Linked DNA regions of Sus scrofa: all the other regions are linked to region 2. The links are chromatin contacts, called in public HiChIP or PLAC-seq maps. All regions are on one chromosome and are shown on one strand. The core of a region is the stretch at or near the end of the contact, and the rest is flanking DNA. Distances in the headings are between cores, read along the strand shown.

What was found. HiChIP or PLAC-seq counts read pairs in DNA pulled down with a chosen protein or histone mark.
Region 1: a contact with region 2 is called in an H3K27ac HiChIP or PLAC-seq map of alveolar macrophages. The contact joins two enhancer-like sites. A contact is called at or near these places in 1 of 47 Hi-C or Micro-C datasets (embryonic fibroblasts) and 1 of 2 datasets of contacts at active chromatin or transcription factors (alveolar macrophages).
Region 3: a contact with region 2 is called in an H3K27ac HiChIP or PLAC-seq map of alveolar macrophages. The contact joins two enhancer-like sites. A contact is called at or near these places in 3 of 47 Hi-C or Micro-C datasets (embryonic fibroblasts and mesenchymal stem cells) and 1 of 2 datasets of contacts at active chromatin or transcription factors (alveolar macrophages).

The regions. Positions count from the first base shown.
Region 1 is chr1:223,512,982-223,516,945 of Sscrofa11.1, reverse strand. No RefSeq gene overlaps it. Among named protein-coding and RNA genes, the nearest start is that of MAMDC2, 27 kb to the left of the region's middle. Within about 2 kb of position 2,420, at least 10 of the 83 cell types and tissues checked have an H3K27ac peak or open chromatin away from gene starts, as enhancers often do. A contact at or near this core is called in alveolar macrophages, where this site is marked.
Region 2 is chr1:223,306,385-223,309,923 of Sscrofa11.1, reverse strand. All of the region lies in intron 5 of C1H9orf135, which reads right to left. Among named protein-coding and RNA genes, the nearest start is that of C1H9orf135, 150 kb to the right of the region's middle. Within about 2 kb of position 1,448, at least 9 of the 83 cell types and tissues checked have an H3K27ac peak or open chromatin away from gene starts, as enhancers often do. A contact at or near this core is called in alveolar macrophages and embryonic fibroblasts, where this site is marked.
Region 3 is chr1:223,445,369-223,449,378 of Sscrofa11.1, reverse strand. No RefSeq gene overlaps it. Among named protein-coding and RNA genes, the nearest start is that of MAMDC2, 94 kb to the left of the region's middle. Within about 2 kb of position 1,653, at least 6 of the 83 cell types and tissues checked have an H3K27ac peak or open chromatin away from gene starts, as enhancers often do. A contact at or near this core is called in alveolar macrophages and embryonic fibroblasts, where this site is marked.

The DNA of each region.
Region 1 (3,964 bases), core at 1,171-3,670, 210 kb before region 2:
GTTAACTGGGTGGCAGAGGAACACTAGTCAGGTTTTAAATATTTTCTCCAGATAATCCACAAAGTGCCTACAGGGTTGATGGTAGTCCAAGCATTTTTATAAACATTTCCAGTGCAAACATTGTGGATTTTTTGAAAATGATTTTCTGGCAATGGGCTTCATTCATATAGCGAACAAAGTCTCAGTGATTTGCCATCTGGAGACTTAAGTTCCATTTCCAAAATAAAGATCTATATTCCTGGAGGTTATTGCTAATAAAAGCCCTAAGTGCAGTTATTTTACCAGGCTAATCATTTTTACTGTTGTATGTGAAGGAAAAATAAATCTCTATCATAAATTATTAAATTCATTGCACCAAAGAGAGAGAGAAAAGTCTTAGATTTTTTTCCATTAAGCCACTTTAAAAGTCTCCTTTTCACATATAGGATGAACAAAGAGCACTTTTCAAAACATTTATATTAGATTTTCACTGTAGTCTGCAGTTTACAAAGTGGCTTCACATGTATAACCTAATGTTTAACGAACACAACTGAGAGCTGAGAGATTGAACAGCCTATGTTCAATCCCTCAACTATAAATCTTAATATAAACAAAGACATAGAGAATATAATCCAAATTATGAATAATGAGGAAATCTGATTTTTTTAGGTTCCAATATTCAGTGTGCTATGAACTCAATTTACAAATATTATCAGTACATTTCCTTTATTTTTTGATGATCAGAGCCACCAGAATATAGAATTCATTTAAAAAGAAATTTTAAAATCACATGCAGTTTACCACTATGCAAAATATAAAAGGTTGTAAGCCAGTATCTTCAGAATAACTACTAATTGTAAGATGTGTGAAAGTTTACTTATTTAAACTTTTTATGTATTTATATTACTTTAAATTATAAAAAGGATAGTTTGAAGATGTAATAATACGTAAGTACATATACTTACAATGAACAAAATAAAAGGGGGTGTTCTGGGTTTTTTGTATAACTTCCATTAGTTTTCTTATCTCTATGGATCTCCAAAGGAGGATTTTATTTGTAGGATTTATGCGTGTGAACTTATTCCCCACTTGCAAAGCGGTTTATGCTATCAGCCCTGAGTGCAGTTATATTTTATCAGCAATTCTTCGTGTTATACAGGAGGGAATAATAATCTGTCTTATAAATTACTGAATTAATTGTGGTACAGAGAGAAAAGTCTTGGCTTTCTTTTCCTTTTGTGGCTTTAAAGTCTATTTTTGACAAAAATAGTGATAAAGTACTTTTTCAAAATGAATCTGTGGCAGTGAAATGATTCACTGTATAAACTGTTAACGTATATTAGACTCAAACAATTGGCATGTAAACATGTCCTAAAGAGAAGAAATGTTAATCTGCTTTCACATGTTGACTACAGCATTATTTCATAATGACCATAAGACCAAGCGAGCAAGCAAACAAATGAAATAACCTAAGATTTCAAAAATAGGGGAAATAAATAAACTACGATGCTTCAATCTAAGAAAGGCAATCATTCACTCTGATAGCTTATGAATATTATTTAGTAGCAGAAATATATATTCCACTCATAATTAAAATGAAAAAAGAAGGTTTTAACAGATAAAATACAACAAAATAAGACAAATTATATCTAATTCATCTAAAAATACATTGGATAAAATCTTTAACATTACCGAATGCCTAACAATTCTGTGAAGGATCATAAAATTATGGGTATTGAACAGAATTTCCTTTTATTTTCTAACCATTCTTTAATTTTGTTATATTTATAATTGAGAAAAAAGAAGATTCAAGTTATCTATAATTAAGATGTGGAATAATGAGTTACTGTTTTTCAGATTGGCATTATTTACTACAGTAGTCATGAGCACATGTGGTTATATAAAATAAAATTAAATAGAATTAAAAGTTCATTTCCCTTAGGTGCACTAACCACATTTCAAGTGCTCAGTAACCACAAATAGCTAGTGGTCAAGTGAGTTGGACACGGCAGTTATGCAAACTTCCTCATTGCAGAAAGTTCCACGGGGTAGAGCTTCCTGGCTCCTTTTGGACATGCCAAACAAATGTGTAAACTGCCACAGAGGGTTAAACGAAATGCTGAAGATGTTCTGGACCACGGTAAGTCACTAGGTTATTCCTATCTTAGAAGATTTTCTACACTTACAATACTGGCCAGGCCACATGTTGTCCTGTCTGATAAAAGATCTGCAAATTCAGCCAGCTATGTACTAGATTCAAACTGTGGGCTCAAACCTCAGATCAGTTTGCAGTTGTCTATCTGCATTCCAACACACAAAAGAAACAGGACCAGATTAATTTCAGTCTAACACATTGGATTTCCACCTGCTATTAATAATGCTCATAATGTCAGCTCCTATTCTTGTGCTGCCTTCTTACATTTTGAGGCTGCTTGAGGTGCAGAGGTTATTTTAGGGCAGTTGGTGATTAGGTAAGCTGATGACTAGGCCTGGCTGACACAGGCAAAGAGAAAGCCAAACATTTTGGTCTGTTCTTAAGAAATCTGTCCCTGGGTCCTGTTACGAATGTGACAAAAAGGAAATTGCCCATTTCCTTAACCTCTCCTTTCTTTATAGCTCTTTTTCAAAAACAGTGCTTATTTCATTTTAGTCAGTATTTCAAGACACAGAGAATATCTCTAGAGACTGGGAAAAAAATCTTACGCACTTTGAATATATACTATTGCCTATGTGAGAGGGGAAAAGAAGAGGGACAAAGTAAAATGCTATCCCTTAGACAGGTGTTCCTGATACTTTGCAGACCTCTTAAGAGTTAGGGTTAAGTTAGCTTTGTGTAAATCAATTTGTTTCAGTTTAATACAGATTCCAGTCCTTAGGGATTGGTGATATTTAAAAATTTTTGTTTTGATTGAGAATATTAAGTAAAAACTGATTTCAAATTTACCTAATTTTGGAAATAAAAATAGGCACTGAATGGAGAGCAATTAAAAACACATTTGTGGAGTTCCCATCATGGCGTAGGAGGAAAGGAATCTGACTAGGAATGGTGAGGTTGCGGGTTTGCTCCCTGACCTCACTCAGTGGGTTAAGGATCTGGTGATTAAGTGAGTTGTGGCATAGGTCACAGATGTGGCTCAGATCTGATGTTGCTACAGCTGTGGTGTAGGCTGGCAGCTGTAGCTTTGACTGGACCCCTGGCCTGGGAACCTCCACATGCCGTGGGTGCAGCGCTAAATAAATACATAAATAAATTAATTGAAAATAAAAAAAAATTGCAAACAATTGTAAATATAGTCAAGGAAGGATCAAAATATGATTTAACTTACTTTTTATCATACTTAAAACAGAATTGCACGTGATCATTTATTTACTATTGATATTTGGGGCTAGATAGTTCTTTGCTGTGGGTCACTGCCCTGTGCACTGCAGGATTTTAAGCATTCCTGGTTCCTACCCACTAGATACCAATATCATTCACAAGTCATAACATGTTGGAGAAAACATGTCTCCAAACATTGCCAAAGGTCCCTTTGAGGATGTGGAGGGGGTGGGGCAGGCAGGGGCAGGCAGGGGCAAAATCTCTGAGATTTTGAGAGAACCAGTGATCGAGGGGGTAGAAAACTGCTGTACTTTCAAATCCCACTTGCTCAGCTCCTATTACATGTAGTCCCTATGTGAGTCGCTTTCAAGATCTGGACCTCCTTTTTGGATTCACTGTCAATTTCAAACTATTCATTCTCTTCAGTCAAAGCAGGACAGTTGTTTACATTATAAAAAGGGACTGGATGGAATTAGTTTTCTCTTCCTCTGCACATCACCAGGTGGTGGTTTTAACGAGGAATGAAATATCCTTAGATCCTGGAAAGAAAAGGCAAAAGAGCAGAAAGGCAAGGGAGATGGACTAAGACTCCAGCTGAATAATCATCCCCAAGATGATCAGGGCTTTACTGTTCCAATTTCCTGCTTCAGAAATCTGCAAATTGTC
Region 2 (3,539 bases), core at 199-2,698:
CACCCAGATAACCAGGTAATCTTTCCGTCTCAAGATCTTTAATTTTCTCACAGCAGCAAAGTCCCTTTTGCCATGTCAGGTAGTGAAGTCACAGGTTTCAGGGGTTAGGATGAGGACATCTTTGGGGGAGACTACCATTCTGCCTATCACAGAGCCCAAGATCAGCACATAAGCAAGTTGCTTCAATATCTAGATATAATTCACTTGGCTTAAGTACTGAAATGCATTTTAATGGGCCAATACTCTTACTATCATCTTTATGCTCTTGGAGCACAGTTCTCTTAGAAGTACTAGCCTTTCTATGTTAAAGAAAGAAAAGAAAACCTTTTCCTTAAGAGGGGGACAGGCAGGCAAAAAAAAGGCAGCTGAGGGGTTCTGCTTTTTCTGTCATCTAATTTGATACCATCTTGCCCAAACAATGATCTCTTCCTCTTTTTTTTTTTTTTGCTTAAAAAAAAAGTTAAAACTTTTTGAAAAGAGTTTTATTTTTATGATGTCATATTGGATTGTTTAAGTTTCATGTGTACAACGTTGTATTTCTACTTCTATATACCCTACAGTATTTGGTTTTAACATTTTCTCAGGTCTCAACTTACAGTTAGCCTTCAGGATGTTTCACCTGTACAGGTTTGTGCCATGTCCATGGTCTTATATGCATCCTTGACTATGGGCCTTGCCCCTGAGATTCTGTTTTTGTTCTTTCTAAATCTAAACATGGGTTGTTTCTCAAACATTTTCTATTTCTTTAATGTCTTTTCAGTGTCCTTCTCATTAGGATAACCCAAGATTACAGAGTAAGCATTCCTTTTTTTAAAGCTACTTATTCTTCTTAAGTGATAGCCACTTTTAGAAACTGACCATGGACTCATTTTACTTTTCTCCGATTAAAAAGAAAAATCCAGTGGATGTGTCTGAACATGCCCATTTGTTCCCTTTCTCTACCATTATGAATTCCAAGGTGACTCAGTCACTTCCTCCCCTGTTTCCTATACCTTCTGCTTCACCAACTGGCTTTTCCTTTCTGGTCAGAATTCATTTTTGTCCTCTAATCAGCTGTTCCACTTTTAGCAATAGGAGCCTCCCAGCAGATGTCTGGGGAGTTAAAGTCATGACATCACCACATGACTATTATGGGCCCAGCGGTCCTTACCCCACCCCTCACCACTTCTCTGTGTCCTTTCATCTCTGCCCACAGGCTTCCACACACAGTCCGGGTGTTTTCCACACAGTACTTGGTTAACGTCTAGTCCTCTGACTTGAGCGGGATGGCTGGAGCTGAGAAAAGTTAGAGCACCAACCAGACATAAGTTCAGGGAGGAGTAGTGAGTGGTCCAAACCCATTCGCATGTCCTAAAGGTAAATGAGCAAAGGGCAAGCACTCTGATTCAGTTTAAGGGAGTCATGGTTTCAGGAAAGAAAACTCCATGCCAGCTATCAGAGTAGAGCATGTGACTGAGGCTATGACAGTCACTACATTTCCCTCTGTGACCACAGCAATTAGAGTTGAGCACACAGCTCAACATCAGTAAACATCAGGACTTTGACTGGGGAGGTAGACTCAACTTTCCCTTCCTTGCCGGTATAGAAAGCCCATGGTTCAGGGAGTGCTTACAGGCATCTGAGGACCACGAGAAGAGCTCTTTTTTTTTTTTTTTTTGCTTTTTAGGTTCACACTCACGGCCCATGGAAGTTCTCAGGCTAGGAGTCAAATCAGAGCTAGAGCTGCTGGCCTGTGCCACAACCACAGCAAAGAAGAAGAAGAGCTCTTTTTAAATGAAGTTGACACCATAGAAGGGGAAACAGACAAAAATGGAAAGAAATTAGGCTTTTGACGGTGACATCACTGAGTCACAAAACCAAACCTTCCCTGTAGCCAGCCCCTCCTTAGGATTTTTAGTTCACTTTAATGTTGCTGCCCTGATGAGTTGGAGTTTCTATTCGAAATGTGTCCTTCTAGGAGTTCCCGTCATGGCTCAGTGGTTAACGAATCCGACTAGGAACCATGAGGTTGCGGGTTCGATCCCTGGCCTTGCTCAGTGGGTTGAGGATCTGGCGTTGCCGTGAGCTGTGGTGTAGGTCGCAGATGCGGCTCGGATCCTGCGTTGCTGTGGCTCTGGCGTAGGCTGGTGCTACAGATCTGACTCAACCCCTAGCCTGGGAACCTCCATATGCCGTGGGAGCAACCCAAGAAATGGCAAAAAAAAAAAAAAGACGAAATGTGTCCTTCTAGCTCCTAACCTTATCTGAAGTTCTATTCCACCAAATTTCAACAAAAGCTAGGAGACTGGGTTAAAATATTAAGTTTATTTTGTTTATTTTTGCTTGTTATTAATATTTCTTAGTATTAAACCTGGGCAAAAAGAAGTGGTTTGTTTTTGTGAGTTGGAAAATGCCAGTGAAAGAGACCAAATGTATAGATAGACAGGATTATTAAAGAGACAGGTGTCAGAAACTAGTCTTGATAGGAGCATGGTAGACTTTGAGTTGAGAAGATAAAGAGAAATTCCCAGGGCACAAGTCCCAAGATAAAGCATGGGTGAAACTTGTCAGGGATGAGAGGCATTGAGGGAGCTCTCACTGATGTGGAAGACAGAGCGGAAGGTGTCTGAGAGGCCACTGATCTGTGGATTGTTAAGGGTGAGGCAACAACTGATTTGGAGTTCAGAGTTTATACAGTCAAGCAGAGTCAAAAGAGGAAGGCAGACTTAAAAGAATCCAGAATGACAGAAGGATGAGAGGTGATTAGAGAAGGTGAGTCTGGCAGGAAGGAAGGAGCAGAGGGTTGGAAAGGAGAGTGTGGGCAATGAGTCAGTCCTGAGTTCTGCCACAGAAAGGCATCTTAATCAACTCTCTGTCATGCCTCTATGCACGCTACAGGAAGGATGAGGAGTTACTCTTTCAAAATGCTGTATTTCCCCTGGATCTTTGCTTCAGTTTCAATCTCAGGCAAAAATATGTCATATCTGGGCAGTAAGAAGCAACTAAACCACTTAAGTCAAATATCAGTGATGTATAAGATTTCCATTCCTCCCCTCCCTCCCCGTTATACACACAAACATCCCTGAAAATCCTACAAACATCCACAAGAATAAACATGTAAAATATCCCTTTTTTGGATGCCAACAGTGGCCCCTTATCAGAAGTAATACTTTTGCTAACAAACTTTAGAGTTCTCTTCCCAAGACTTTCCTCCTTTATTAAACCATTTCCATTTTCCCCTATAACAGGGAAAGCAACTTGTAAAAACCCTAAACAGCTAGAGAGATTATCTAATCCACCTCCCTCTTTTTTGCAATCTGGTAAATTGAGGCCCAGAAAAATACTCATACCATCAGGGGCCAAGCTGGCATTTGCATTAGCAACGCAGTGCCCTGAGCCCTGGCCTAGTTTGTTTCTCTATGTAATAAAGGTCTCTCCTCAGCCTGCTTTTCCCACCAAAACAAACTTTGCAAAAGATATATCTTTTGTACTAAAATTTATCCTTGTTTCAACCCAATTCCTAATTATGCATAGGGTTTACATTGCATGTGTGTATGTTT
Region 3 (4,010 bases), core at 404-2,903, 140 kb before region 2:
ACTAACTTGCACATAGCAGAAAGCACTGTGCATGCTTCTCATGGGTAATCCCTTTCTGCGATGGATTTGGACCTTGAGGTACCAGACAACAGGGTGTGCTGTACTGTCCAACATAAAACAAAGTTTGCAAGGCCCCCAATTGCCCTGCTATGTTAGAAAGGATCTCTCTAAAGAGTTTTTCAAGGCACATCTGTTTTCAGTGAAGGTTTTTGATGGGAATGGCTTTTTTCTCTCTTTTTTTGCCACATGAGGTCCTTAATAATGACACAGTTTCAAGAAATTTCTCATTTCCATTCAGTAAAATTGCACGAACCCCCTGGCTTTTGGTTAGCATCTCTGGATAAGCAGATAAATGAGATTTAAGAGGTATGAGCTTAAATCTAAATCCTCCCAGAAATTAATATACCGAAGGTGTTGATTTGTATGGCAACTTTAAAGTACAAAGGACCCGCCTCTGAAATACACTGGATAGAATGATCTATAATTGAGAAGTGAATAGCATTTGCAGTTCTATTTTGGTCCCAAGGGGGTAAGAAATCCCTCCCAGAAGGAAACCTTCTCTAGTGCAGCAAAGAGGCCCTCATGCTGGGGAACTTTCAAATACCACTCTGCTTAAGAGAAAAGGAAAGGCTGCATTTCAAGAGTAGCATACAATGGCCACATACGGGCTTCAGTGCCATCTGAGCACACAGGGCTGGGGCAGGGCAAACTCTTTTCCTTGATATGGAACTCTTTTCCTTTTCTGTTTTCTCAATATTCATTTCTAAACAAAAGCCTGCTGCTCTCACTGATGGAGCCAGAGAGGTGCTTTTGATGGCAGAACTTCTGTAGAAACTTAACAGGTGGGACTGGAAGGGACCTTGAGGTACAACAGTGCCAGAGAAGGCTTCTTCTCTGATGCTGCTGAGGATTAAAATGGAAGGAAACTGTGAGGCCCAGTGCAGGTGCACTGAATACAGCATCACAGAATTCCCATCATGGCTCAGGGGAAATGAATCTGACTAGCATCCATGAGGACGGACGCAGGTTCCATCCCTGGTCTCGCTCAGTGGGTGAAGGATCAGGCTTTGCCATGAGCTGTGGTGTAGGTCACAGACGCAGCTTGGATCTGGCTTTGCTGTGGCTGTGGTGAAGGCCAGCAGCTACAGCTCCAATTTGACTCCTAGCCTGGAAACCTCCATGTGCCATGGGTGAAGCCCTAAAAAGACAAAAAATAAAAATAAAAAATAAATAAAACATCACCATCCAATAGCATTGCCTGCGCTGATCCTGGGAGAAGGCCAGGGGCACAGAGGAGCCAACTTCTTCCTTTGATTCACTCAGCAACTTCTCCCACATCTGGAGAGTGAGGGGAATTTCCACAAGAAGCTTCTGGCACTTTCACCTTCAAGGTGGCACTGCTTGCTAAAATCACATGGGGGCAGCAGCATTAGTCTCTCTGACCCCTTCTTGGTCTTAAAAGGCTTTCTCCCTCTGAATTCCTTGATACCCTGGAGCAGTTTTGCTCCTACCTTAACTTCTGGGTCTTCTCTGTGGGATTTTCTGCCTTTGTCTCTTCAGCATTTGTACTTCCTTGGATCTGGCTCTGGCTCTGGTTTCTCTACTGTGATGACTCTTCCTCACTGTAGCGGGAATGACTCATTGCCCAGCTGGTAGCCATTCTCTCCTGCTTCCTCTATGAAAAACCCTAATTTGATGGGGGCTGCTAGTATATCAGCCACGACACTGCTGTTGCCAAACCAGCTCTGCCCATAGAGGCAGCCAGTGACTAAGTTCTAGGTGGAGATGTAGGAGAGAGTTGTTGGATGGGCTTTCTGAGAAAGCTCCTTATAGAGGACCTCAGTCAGCTGGTACGGCTCTTTGGTCCTCCCTTCCTTCTTCCTGCCCGAGGTGTGGATACAGTGGGCTGGAATTTCAGTGGCCACTGCAAAACAAGGAAGTGCAGACCAACTCACCCCAGTTCGCCTGGGACTTTCTTGGTTTTAAAATGGAAAGTCTCATGTCCCAGGAACCCCTTCAGTCCTAGGCAAAGCAACACAGTTGGTCACCCTAGCAAGGGACCCTGAGGATGGAAGCCATTGCTGTGGGCAGGGGAAAAATTCAGAAGGAGCTGGATTCCTACTTATATTGTGGAGTTGTCTAACCAGTCTGGTCTTCCTACCTCTGAGCTGTTCATTAAGAAAAACAAATCCCAGTTTGAACCACTGTTACTTAGTTTTTTTCTGCTATAGGCTTCCAAACTACCTGATTCACCACACCTGTGTCTTCCAGTGTCATTTTTATGCTGGTGATTCTCAAGTCCACATCACCAGCTGGATCACTAATTTCCAGACCCATACATACAACTTCCTACTGGGCATCTCTGTTTGGATGTGCCACAGACAAAAGTTCTTCATTTTCCTCAAAATCCTGCTCTTCCTCTGCATTCCAAATCTGAGTGAATGGAGCCATGATTATCCAATGACTGATCAAGAAGTTTTTGCATTTTCTTTGATTCCTCTGTATCCTTCCTTCTTCAAAAGCCTATCAATCTTGATGACTTAATTTTCTAAATTTCTCTCAAAGCCAGTTCCCTCCATTGCTCCAGTTTAGAACTCCATCTTTTGTCTAGATTATTGCAAGAGACTCCCAATAAGTCCTCCTGCTTCAGTCTTGCCCTACTCTAATCTGACCTCCACAGTGTATCGAGAGTGTTACTGCTCTTGTGTCAAACTAATCATAGTACTTTCTGGCCTAAAATACTTAAGGGGTTCCCCACTGTCCTTGACATATAAGGCTCAGGTTTTCTGGCCCTTGTGTTTAACCACTACACTCTTTCCAGTCTACTTAGCAGCCAGAGAATTTCTTTTAAGTCTTCTGAGCTAAGAAACCATACACTCTTGATTCCAGGACTTCTCATAAGCTCTCTCCTTTATCTGGGATGCCCATTCATTTGCCTTCCTTTGTATGGTCCACTCTACTACCTCCAGCCTCCTTTCCTACAACTATACTTCATTAAGGTCTTAGCTTAACAGGGCCAATAAGTACAGTTGTGCAATGCACAACCCAGACAACTATAAATGGTAGTCCTGTTTAAATATTGTCTTTTTCAGCAGCCTTTGCTAATATCCACCTTCCAAATCTGCTTAAGTGTTTCTTCTAAGACTCTTTTAATCTCAGTATTATAACTTTAATTCTTAATTTTCTGATTACTTATCTGTATTCCTCACTAGGCTTTATGCATATAATGGCATATACCACACTCACCTGCCTCTTAGTTTGCATTCTATATTTTAAAATAAATGAATAAATGCTTTCCTAATGATAGATTTAGTTATGTTTACACATAAAAGACTCATTAAAACTCCTATTATTATGGAGATTTCTCATTAAGTTTGAAATTCATAACAATAACGTAATTTACTATTATGCTAGAAAATGCGGTATTTAATGAGAGCCATAACCTCACTGGCAACTTAATATTTTCACATATGCTCCCACTGTTAATACTTTCTGAAACACAAATTCTCATTATGTCAAGATACATAAAAGATTGTTAAAATGCACAATTCTTTGCCCTTCTGGAATGCAGAGCATGTGAGAAGAATTCAGAAAATATTTCAGTGTGTGACATTTTAAAGAGAACTATAGTTTTATCGGCTTTAAATTTCAAGGAGTTCCAAAGTGCAGGGATCAGCGATACATCAGGAAGTGATGAGGTCAGCATTGCCTAGATGTCTCCAATGCCTCTTTGGTTTCCCCTGACAACGGGGAAATTATTCTGATATCCTAGATAACACCGCAAACATAGCCTTAAAAGATTACAGAGCATTAAGCCTGGCAAAAGTAAAACAAACATCAGGAGGCTATCTCCAATGTAAACAGTACACCAACATTTGAAACCATTACCACAGATGTTGGCTTCACTCTTTTTCATAGGGTCTGGGAAAGACACAGATTTGACCCCTGCTGACCCCAGTGGCAGTTTTGGAAGAGAAGTTTACCTTAGCAACTATCAACAGAAAACCAAG